Regions from separate parts of the Anas platyrhynchos genome. Here region 2 is linked to region 1. Evidence: chromatin contacts called from public Hi-C data. All regions are on one chromosome and are shown on one strand. Each heading gives the region's core, a stretch centred on a gene start, on an enhancer-like site or on the middle of the called end of the contact. The rest is flanking DNA. Distances are from core to core; before and after follow the strand shown.

What was found. A called contact is a pair of places that touch in the nucleus more often than the background predicts.
Region 2: a contact with region 1 is called in a Hi-C map of skeletal muscle, with 2.7 times the contacts expected there. The contact joins two enhancer-like sites. A contact is called at or near these places in 2 of 8 Hi-C or Micro-C datasets (skeletal muscle and subcutaneous adipose tissue).

What each region holds. Positions count from the first base shown.
Region 1 is chr6:4,005,720-4,011,402 of IASCAAS_PekinDuck_T2T, forward strand. All of the region lies in intron 4 of RNLS (renalase, FAD dependent amine oxidase), which reads left to right. Among named protein-coding and RNA genes, the nearest start is that of RNLS, 12 kb to the left of the region's middle. Within about 2 kb of position 2,147, at least 2 of the 8 cell types and tissues checked have an H3K27ac peak or open chromatin away from gene starts, as enhancers often do.
Region 2 is chr6:4,273,252-4,278,934 of IASCAAS_PekinDuck_T2T, forward strand. All of the region lies in intron 4 of MINPP1 (multiple inositol-polyphosphate phosphatase 1), which reads right to left. Among named protein-coding and RNA genes, the nearest start is that of MINPP1, 7.7 kb to the right of the region's middle. Within about 2 kb of position 3,335, at least 1 of the 8 cell types and tissues checked has an H3K27ac peak or open chromatin away from gene starts, as enhancers often do.

The DNA of each region.
Region 1 (5,683 bases), core at 897-3,396:
GGTTAAAAGCAGAAACTTTGAAAGTAAAAGGTCTAGATTTTACAAATACTTATCTAATAGTATTTCAGACATGCTGGTCTGTTTTATTGGTTGCTGTTGTTCGAAGAATCAATAGTTGCAATTTTGCTCATTTTCAAATGAGCTCAACGAACTTATCTTTCAGCTCTGTTTTTAGTAAGAAGTTTGCAATTAAAGATCTCAAGTAGCTTTTATTTGTGTGTTCTGAATATTTGTGTGTTCAGAATGTTTGTGTTAAGTTGCTTTACTTGGAATTTATAATTACAGTTATGCGTGTTTTGTTTTAAGCCTGACCTATTTTTTCATCAGTGTAAATGTCCCACATGTTTTAAATAATACAAGCTGATGAGAAGATATGAATCAAATAGGACTACCTTTACACAGGGAGGCTTTAAAATGTGAATTAGGAATGAAAAGTTAGAGTTTTGCATCAGTCCCAAGTTCTTGCTGAGCGCTTTCTCTGTATGTGTTTATTTTTGGATAGGATGATGGTAAATTCTCCATTTTGTAATTCCAGTTTCAAGCAATCTTAGCAGGGCTTATCCAGACCTTGAGTTTACACTTGTTACCTAACGTATCTAAAATGTCTAATGTAAACACATACACTGAATTGTTAGTTACTTATTGGGCCCTAGAAACTGAGGTCACACAGTGCAAATATTTGTGCTTTCTGGAAATACTACTAAGTTACTAATTTTGCATGAGAGTAGTTGTTGATATTAATGGGATCTTTTAAAAACACATCATTCATTTGAAATGGGTGCATCCCAGTTCTGACTGAGGTTGTCATCTTGGAAGGATCAGTGTTGGTAAAACAGGATAAAATTGCTGTCACTGATGGAGACGTGACAGTGGCTATTGGGATTCTTAGTGCTCTGGCAGAAACGCATGATGTCTTACTCTGACATGAAACCCTGTGCTCTTGCCTATGGGAGAGATGTTGGAATGATGTGCCAGGATAGACAGCTCTCCTTAGCGGTAACATTCCTCTTACAGTGTGTTTGGTTTCTGGCTGTGATTTTTTCCTATCATTCAGTGAAGGTCCTGTCCCTGCCTCCCTCCGCTAGTGCCAGCTCTGGTGCTTACCTTCTGCTGCAGCAATTTGTTCCCTCCTGTAGGTAGATCTGACCTGCCAATCCAGGAAGTATATCTATATATATACACATGATATTGTTTTTGTTGCGTTGAGGAGTTAGGAACCACAACATTGGCTTTAAAGCAGGCTAAGCTGTTATATGCTCTCTGCCTTCTGCAGCTCAGGTATAGCCTTCCTGCTTAGGGAATACCTTAAAAACAAAACAAAAAAAAAAAGACTACTGAAGCTGAAATCACAATATCAGGAAAAATCACAGTATGCCGTGCATGCTATTTTTTTTAATAGGGAGTGATTATAATAGACTTCTTCCCACAGTTGTTAATAGAACACATTAAAAGCCTATCAAAAGTTAAACATACTGCCACACTGATTCCAGTGACCCTCTTCATCTGAGAAGTCTGAGGATTGAGCTAGATGTTTGTGAGCATGAGAGGTTTGCAAAGGAGAATGAAATAGCATAGTATTAGATAAAGGACTACTTTGCATTTTATTGTCAGTCAACACTGCCACAATTTTGTCTGGTAAAAAGCTGTAATTTTGATTTAACAGATTTCAAATCTGGAGAGGAAAAAAATCCAATACAATGGATTTTTTTACAAGGATACAGTGCTGGAAAAGAAAAAGCCTGCTGCCTTTGTCTTCAGAATGGAAGGGAGTGGGGCAGCTGCTTCCCACTCTAGGGGAGCCTCCAGTTTTCTTTGGCCTATCAAGGATGACAGCTCCTAATAGGAAACCTGCAGAGGGGTCACACACCATCAGAGCATCTCTCTTTGGTGCCTTGTAATGTTACAGAAATGTTTCCTTCAGCAGTCTTCTATTACTTGTTCTACCCTTCCTCCAGCAAGGCAGTTGTATCAGTACGACTGTCTCTGGGACCACAATAATGTAGCTTCCTCCCCCACCCTTGCCCCAAAAGGTTATTTTTAGCAGGATTGTGTGTGTGATCTTCAGTTCACCATGTGGTCCGCAGACTCACTGGCACAATATGCACTTTGAGCAAGGGGAGGAGAGCAGCACATGATCTGTGCAACTGATTGAGCCATATAGGCAAAGAAATGCTCATGAATCTGTGGTTTGAATGCTAAGCTTAGATTTCCTGTGTAGTCCCAGGAGAGATTCAGAGCAACTGCACCTTAAACAGGCAGCAGATTGTGCTGATTTAGCTGAATTGCTTTTAAAAAATTACTTTTGACCTGTGAGGCAAATCTGCTTTTCTGTGTTGAAACATGTAGTTTATCATACTCTGGCTATCTGTAAGTATTGTAACCTGAACATGCCTCTCTTCCTGCCCTTACTGTCTGTGTTGGTTGGCAGAATGCTGCAACATCAGGGGACGTAATCATGGAAAATTTATTTAATGCCTGTTTAGCAACTTCATGTTTCTCCAGTAGTATATCTCCAAATGGAGAATTGGCACCCTAGGAATATCAGATCAGCTAAACATGAGCCCATGTGTATATGCACACGTTAGCTTTTTTCTAAATAATAAAGGTGATGGTATTTGAACACAGGACGTATTCGGAACAGAAGAAATAAATGCTCTGAAATTTGTTTATCTAAACAATAAACAGATACCTCTCAGTTTTTCCCAACAGACAGTCTTTGGTACTGTCTAGGGATTGTGTTTAGACAGAAATCTTTCCAAAGCTGTGAGCCTGAAGAAAAGAAGTTTCCCTGCCACAAAATGTGAACAAACTGAACAGTTCTGAAACTTCTTCATTCATGTTTCTTGGGACATGTGTTTAATGAGCTGATTGTTTCTGTGTTGTGAGAAGCCTGGATGTGCTACTGAGAACTACCTCTTCGGTAGGTCTAGCCAAGGGATTTATATTAGACTTTAAATTTACGTTAAGGATTTAAAAATTTTTTACAGTAGATTTTTGGGAGACAGTGATAATGTAGTTCTTCACCTTTCACTTTGAGTAAATTCTTTTTGTTTGAAATTTTGCTCATCTATAGGTGGGGGCAGTGGTTAAACTTGTATGGAGACATGTTTAGAAAAGATCTCTCTCCTTTCCTGTTACCATACCTGCTAGGCATATGTGGGAAAGACATGGGCTAAGGTGACCCTAGGCTACCTCTGAGGATTTTATAGCCATTTTGAAATGAAACCTACAACTTGAATGTATTCATGGAGTTGAAAATCTTTTTAAGTCTAGTGTATGTTTGCAGTAGTCTTAATTGCAGATGTTTCGTCTTTGTTTTACCAAAAAAAAAATCACATTATCATTATCACATAATCTCATTACAATCAGATAGGCAGATGGAACACTTCACTGGAACACTTTTTTTTTTAATGTTCTGTGCAGTGCCTCTAGACTAGATGCATTTTCATGGATTTCTACAGAATTTTAATAGCTGTTGTTCACTCACACCACTGTAATTGAGACTATTTTTTATAAAGTTTACCTTTACCTCACACTGATAACATCTGTAAACCTTTATTTTGCAGAAGTATTACAGTGCATATTGTTGGTCTTGAATGTGTCTGATGGGTCAGCTCACTGATGTGGCTGAAAACTAACACTAGGGGAAACATCCCATAACAAAAAAGGTTTGTGCTTGCCTCAGCAAGTTGGTCCAACTTAGTCTGTGATTGCGTGAGCTCTAGAGCTGAGCAACCCAAGAGAGATGGGAATGCCCTCTGTGGTGAGAAATCTGCAGTCAGGACGGTAGAAGCTGAAACTTCAGGATAAAGGTGATAAAGGTGTGTTTCCTTTACCCCTTCGTATACCCTGTTCTTTGCTCCTTGACCAATGGCCTCTTCCTTCTGTAATTTCAATCCAGAATATTATAATCTGATAGTATTTTAGCTGTGGTGTATTATAAGCCCACATTTAATTTTGGCTGCCTTGGCACTAGCCTTATTTAAATGCCACCTTTCCAGAGATACTCAAAACACTGTGAAGGTCTCCTGTGACTGTGTTCCGTTTGAAAAAATAAAATTTGTTCAGACTAGTGTAGTTCTCACCTCATATGAAGACAGAATCTGTCTTCCTTACCCAGTGTTTCAGAAATTACTGATGATACTGTGTTCTTCAGGTTTACTTCAATTTCGTTGTAGCATGATTTTTTTTTTTTTTTTCAAAACTTTGTTAATGTCCATGTCATGTTTGTGAGAATGAATTCTGTTCCAGGACTTCTAATTACAAGACCAATCCCACTGTTCTGACCCACATGAGTTTCCTGAAGGCTAGCAGATGACCATTGGTGGTCACCAGACTGATTCATAAATCACATGACAGATCTTTCATTTGTCATATACCTTAATAGTTTGCTTGAAGAATGTAAATATTGTTGGAGCTTCATAATAAAAATCAGATGTGAGACTTCCCAAAGCCCTTCAGCTCTTGTTCACTTACCATAATTTCTGTTTTCTTTAGGAACTATTCTAGCATCTGCCATGAGTTCGTATCTACGGATGTTTCAAGGGGTTGAGAAGTTTATTTCAGATGCGGTTGGCAGAACAACTTTAAGTGTTGCTTCACTTTCTAATTCCTATCATTCATAATGGCTGGACTAGCTAATAGTAGCATAGCAGTTGGATGTTGTAAGCTTCAAACATTTCCTGTTTGTGCCAAGGTTGTTTTGGGCTTTGCTTTTGTGCCTGATTTTATTGATTGACTACTGAAATTTTGATCTTTGAAATTATGAATTACTTTGCTCCAAATGCCAAGCCATCATGTGTGTAAAACCCGATGGCAAGAAAATTGAAAACACAAGTTTGTAGCTTATTAACAATTGTCAGGTGTGTGGCTGTATGTGGATCTTGCTGGTCAAGACTTGCTGTAGGGTGATCAAGGTGCACTTGAATGTTGGTTACATTTCAAATATAGATTAGGAAGCACCATTTGCATCGTAGTTTTCCCAATCCACTGTTCTCTAACAGGGCAAGCAGGCAGTTTCACAATCCCAACACTTAATTGATATAGGAAATGGAATAGGTTAGGTGGGAGAAAGTGGTGTGATTGGTTGATTTTAACTTTGCTGTAACATAGGGAGCTTCATCAACAAACTCAGTTGCTACAAATTATTAAAATGTAAAGAAAGAACACGTTATCTTATTTAAAGGGATTAAAGCTGTTCTTTTACTTAATTTATTCAGAAGAACAAGGCTGTCCGGAGTCAGTTCTGTTGTACCAGTAGCCTCTGAGTCCATTCCCAGAAGTAATGGTTTAAAAATAAAACTGGGCTGAAATGTGTCTGATTGGTGCTTCTCTGAGATAGATATAAGAAGATAAACATTTACCTGTACATAAAGAAGAATTTATTGATCTTTTCTCATTGATTTGTGCTTTATAGGAGATGCTTCTGTTTTATTTTAATGATAGCTAAAAGACTTTAAAAATAATTCTGTGAGTATTTCTAGCTTTTGGACAGTGACTCAGAACAAAATATATGCATGGACTTCAACATCTTATGACTACATGACCTGAGCTCTTGGTCACTTAAATATACAGTAACTGCAGTCATAAAATGATTTGTTTCAAATTCAGTGCCTTATACAGATTAAGCAAACCCTGAAATATAGCTGAACATAGTATTTCTAAGCCGCATATGGCAGCAAAG
Region 2 (5,683 bases), core at 2,085-4,584, 270 kb after region 1:
TTTGGCCAGCTGGGGTCAGCTGTCCTGCTTCTGTCCCCTCCCAGCTCCTGATGCACCCCCAGCCTCCTCACTGGCAGGGCAGTGTGAGAAGCTGGAAAGTCCTTGACTCCATAAGCACTGCTCTGCAACAATTAAAACAAGTAGGAGACATTTCTTCTCAGAAAGAGCAGTCAGGCATCGGAATGGGTTGCCCAGGGAAGTGGTGGCATCACTGTCCCTGGGGAAGTTCAAGAGAAGGTTGGACCTCGTGCGTAGGGACATGGTTTAGTGGGTGACATTGGTAGCAGGGTGGTGGTTGGAGCAGATGATCTTGAAGGGCTTTTCCAACCTTAATGATTCTATGTTACACTGATGAGAGGCTAGAGCCTGAGCTGGAAAACATCATGTGGAATGTGTGGAACAAGGTAGATGAGGCTGCAATTTGCTCGGTCCTGCATTTTGGCCACCATCGCAGGCAAGCCCCCTACTTGTTGCTCAGGCTCCATCGCAAGCATTAGCTTGGAGCCACAGAACACCACAGACCCAGCAATAAACAGCTCTTTCCGATTCTCAGGGGTTGTGTGAGTGCTTCATTTTTTTCAGGGGGGACGGGACACAATGGACTGAAGTTGCGCCAGGGGAGGTTTAGGTTGGATAGTAGGAAGAACTTCTTTTCTGAAAGGGTTGCTAGGCATTAGAATGGGCTGCCCAGGGAAGTGGTTGAGTCACCATCCCTGGATGTCTTGAAAAGACGTTTAGATGTAGAGCTTAGGGATACGGTCTAGTGGAAGATTTGTTACTGTTAGGTCAGAGGTTGGGCCAGGTGATCTTGGAGGTCTCTTCCAACCTGGGTGATTCTTTGATATGCAAAGTATACCACAACCAACGTTTCAAACCCACCCTTGCTCAATTGTGTAACTATTGTGGTTGCTACATTTGTCTAAGATTAGCAGCTTCATATTGCAGTAAATACCAAAACACTGACATCTCACCAACAGGCACAGGTCCTACTGGCAGAGCAGTACTCACACTTCACTACTGTGAAGCTTGGCTAACAGATTGAAAAGTTGCTGGGTCAATCAACAGGTATAGAAGAGATTCAGGGTACAGTTATTCCTAGGATCAGCACCATGCTAGGAGGGATAATCTTAACAAGTTTTGGTCTTTAACTATCCAGAACTTGCAGAACTGATGCTGAAGTGAGAACGTATCAAACACTTAAGGAATGCTCCAAAGCAACAGCAACAAAATGCTTCTCTCCTAATTACTAGTTTGACATTCTGCACCTATCCTAAAGGGCGTGGGTCTCCAGATGCTGCTCTTCACTGGTTGGAGACATGCTGGGGCCCACAGATGTGCCACAAGGAACTCAAAGCTTCTTCCAAGGCAAAGAGCTACTCACTGATTGCTCCTCTTTATACCATTGACAAAGCCTGCCCCAGAACCAGATCTCTGGCAAACTGAACAAGTAACTTCAAAAAAACACTGTCTGGTTAAGAGCAGCCTTGCACGGATTCTTACACAGCAGCACAACAGCAAGTGGGCATGAACATATGCATTGCTACCTGGCAGTTTTGCAGGTACAACACCTTCTACTTATAATAAGCAGTAGGGACACTTTCAATAAGGCTCCAGAAGAGGGGAAAAAACAACAGAAACTTCACAAAAAAAAAAAAAACAACAGAAACTTCACAAAAATGAAGTGCTTTACGGACTTGGACAACTGCTCAACTATGCCATTTGAGTACAACTCACCTGGTTTAAAGTTACAGTCAACTCCTATTATACTTTTTTTTTTTTTTTAATTAAGATGATTTTTAAGGAATAGAGCCCCTGACCTCACCCTAGAAACGTGACTACTACATTTCCTTACAGACAGGCAAAGAGGCATGGAGGAATGTCATCCTGGAATACCCTATTACAATGCTGGTAAGGCCTCAAGGAAAACATGTTTTCTACCAAAGAATTAACCTTTATTGGATATTTACATTTTATTGCTACTGAGGATGCAGAAGAATAGGGTCCCTGCATGAGTGTGCTGACAGTAGGTGATCACTAGTACAACTATCAGTAAACACAGTGTCAGGCCCCAGCTCCTAAGCACCAACAGGTGCTGCAGTATCTTTCCAGTGGCCCTCCGGATGGGGACAGTTGACAAGAGTAAGTCTACAGTGAAAATCCCTTTCACAGCCTTCACAGCCACCTTGCTGCACAGCACGACCTACACAGTGGAGAATACTGGTGGTTTAAAACAACTATTCTCTTGGAATATATGATATTAAAGATCCTCAAACGTCCAAAACTTTTTCACTGCAAATTGATGGTGGGACTTATTAGCCACAGATATTTATTAGCACTGCAGATACCTTCACATAAAAAGTATCCCTAAAAGGCTGGCAAGTAGGATAAAAGTCAGATAACCCTATGCATCTGAAATGACACTAGACATTCGAGTCCAAGACACTGAAGTTGTAACTCAGGTGGCTCAGCAAATGCCAACCCTCTGATGGTCTTATAGTCAAAATCTTGAAAATTGGAGAGATTTTTGTCATTTTCTTAAGGGTAGACTAGTCACCAGCAGATGTTTTCTCCAGAAGAAAGAAGAGTGAGCTTTAACAATGTGGCAAATTAGGCAAATAACTTGAAGGCTGGTGAGCAATCAGATTGCAAAGTCAAGAAAAGCTTCACGGAAGGGGTTACAGTAGAAACTCTTTTTAATTCAGCTGTAACTAGGAATGAAAACAGGACACAACTACTAAAAATAAGTATTTGAAGTATGCAATAAAATGCGGAGCTGCCAGCACCATTCTCCACTGACAAAACTAGAACAGACTGGCAAGTTCAGATGCTTTAACTTTTTGCTGGAACAGAAATGTTTCCCCTTCTGCTTCTGGATAGCCCAAATTAAACTTTTCAGAAAGATGGGAGAAGCTGGAGCAAAGACAAGGTTCTGGAAGTCAAATTATTCTTACAGTTGCAGAACAAAACAGAGCTAAAATCGGTGTTTGACACAGCTAAACGAGACATTTCATCACCACACAGGTTCTTTTTCTGAGTAATAAACTGCTGCAGATGTATTTAACCTGTTGCGCTGTACCGCTAAAAATAAAAAGCAACCAGCACAACCAAGTATTTTCTACTGTTGAAAATACAGGCATATTTTTCATTTGTGCAGTTTCTTGTTCTAAGCTGTACTCTCAAATTGCTGCAGGATCCTGTATAAGTCTCTTTCCTTAGGTGAAAAAGCATTAATTGCACCTCTACGCTTAGACCACGAGAGATACAAGCTGTTCTCCACTGGCCGTGGCAGATTTCCATATAATTTTAAGTGCACAGGCTATCCAATTCAGATCAAGTCTTCAGTGCTTTAAGACTGCCACCTAATGTCGTGGGATGAGGTTACATGCTCCTTCTGTGCAAGACAGTGCGGAAGTTTTCAGTTACCACTTTGGAAGGGACGCAGTAAACAGACTGCTCGCCAAGCTTTGGATTTTGCAAGATTTTTAGGGTTCCTATTCATTACCCACACATGAACTCTCTACCTTCTTCCCTCTGGGGCAGCAACACAACAAAGAGACTGACATGCTGTGATGGAGCTTGTGCAGCCAAAGTTGAAAGGCAGGAGGAAAATATCTCTGTCCTTTAGTACGCTGCCTGCTCTTCCCCCAGGTTCTGCTCTTGTAATTTAGGGACTGCTAATCTACTGCTCAATAAATCACAAGTGCAGATATGGATTTTGTCAACTACAACTTTTTTAAAAAATATTAGTATTATTAATCTAACAGAGATACCACATACACAGTTAAAACGCACACAGCTACTTTCTAAAAAGCCACTGCAATTTAAGGATTGAAAGTCTGTCAGTGTTCAAGGAGTAAATACACTAAAAGCAAACAAAACTGATTGTTCTCCTCACACGAGTCAAGCTATGTTAAGAAGTTATTTTTCACTTTTCATTAAGGCGGAAGGGTCTTGAGAGTTTTGCTTGTCTGCTTTTCTTTTAACCCGCACTTCATCTTCTTATTCCCAGTTCTTATTTTCTGTCTTCATAGAGGCAGAGACACAGCGTACAACAGAGGCAATCACAGCAGTGTGCCAGTCAATCTGTTCACAGTTGGATGCTAATGACCTGCAGCCTAATGCATTTTTTATTTAGCTCCCTGGTAGGCTGAAGAAAGGATGCAGGGAAGGTTTATTTAAAGGGCAATCTAAAATAACCACGGCTTTGACTCTACCACTATCAAAACAAGAGGGATCACTGACTCTGACAGCCTTGGATTTCCAAATGCCAGCACAATCATTTGACAGCACAATGTCTTAAGCCAGCTTGGCTGCAGAGGGATTGCCATCCCCAGCCACCTCCTGCTGCCCACCTTTCCCCCACAGCAACTAGTCCCCAAAACCAACCTTATTTCATGCTTTCAACTGCCACATTTTAACCCGTTCATGGCAAAATGAACAGGGTTGTCTCCTTTGTGCTGGCTGGTGCGCAGCACAGCACTGATTCAGAAAGGTAGAGGGCTACGTGCTGCCCTCCTCAGCCCTCACCTCTAGCCGTGGACAGCCCCTTCCTGGTGCTCATTAGAGCAGGATCAAGGAACCAACATGGGTGCTAGCACTGAAAACGCCTGCATGTAGATCTCAAAAGGCGCATTTTTAATTCCCGCTTTACTAAGCTGATGCTCTGTTAAAAAGGACACCTCAGTCGGATTTTCCACCTGAATCCCAGAAAGTAATTTAGATAGTATTTGGTTTGTTTTTCTGAGAGAGAACTCCGCTTTAGATCAAAGAAACCATGCTGTGTATAAAGCATAACTTCCACCTTCCTGCAACTCCACACTCTGGTGATCAACATAGCGCATCTCTCTGTATCCAGCATGGAAGCACAGCAAAAAAGCCAAGCATGAGTTTGAGAATTACGCTTCAGCTGTCTTAATACACGGTTCTTCTATCACTGCTTACATCTAACTTGGATCCTCAGTCGGCAAACATCTGAAGGAACACAACTTTGCAGTCCTCTCTGCTGTGAAATGATCAGCATCACAGAAAACCCAGAGCAGCTTGCCCAGGACTGTGCCATGGTGGCCTTTGAGGACCTCCAAGGAGGGAGAATCCACAACTGTATGGATCATTCCTCTACTCCAAAGTGTCAATGCTACTTGTAATTTCAATCTGACAACTGAAAGGAAAGAAAGTGCTTTCTAAAGTGTTATCAAGCAAAAAAAATACATACATTCATCCTCAAACATCAGTGACTCATGCTTTGCTTTCTGAAATATATATTAAAAAAATAGTATTTTTCTCCTGGGTATTATGTAGATCTACTTTAATATACTAAATTTAGAAGTAAAGTCCCAAGAATGCTAGGAATGCAAGAACTTCTGCTGCATATATCTAATATTTGCAATTCAAAGCTGAATTTGCTTATTATAAATTACAGTTACTCATACATTGATTCCTACAAACTATTTAAAGGTACAATATTTATACAATCTTGATATCATGTGCTTGATTTTAGGTACCTTGGTAAACATTTCCACAGTTACCTACTGAGGTACTAATTCACGTGGTCGATCACTAAGCTATGAATTTGTAATTCCTTTGAATCACAAGTGTTCACACAGGTTGTAAATTCATTCTCATATGAATGCACTGTATTTAAACCTAAAGTAGCCCTCCAAAAATATATTACTGGCATGTGAAA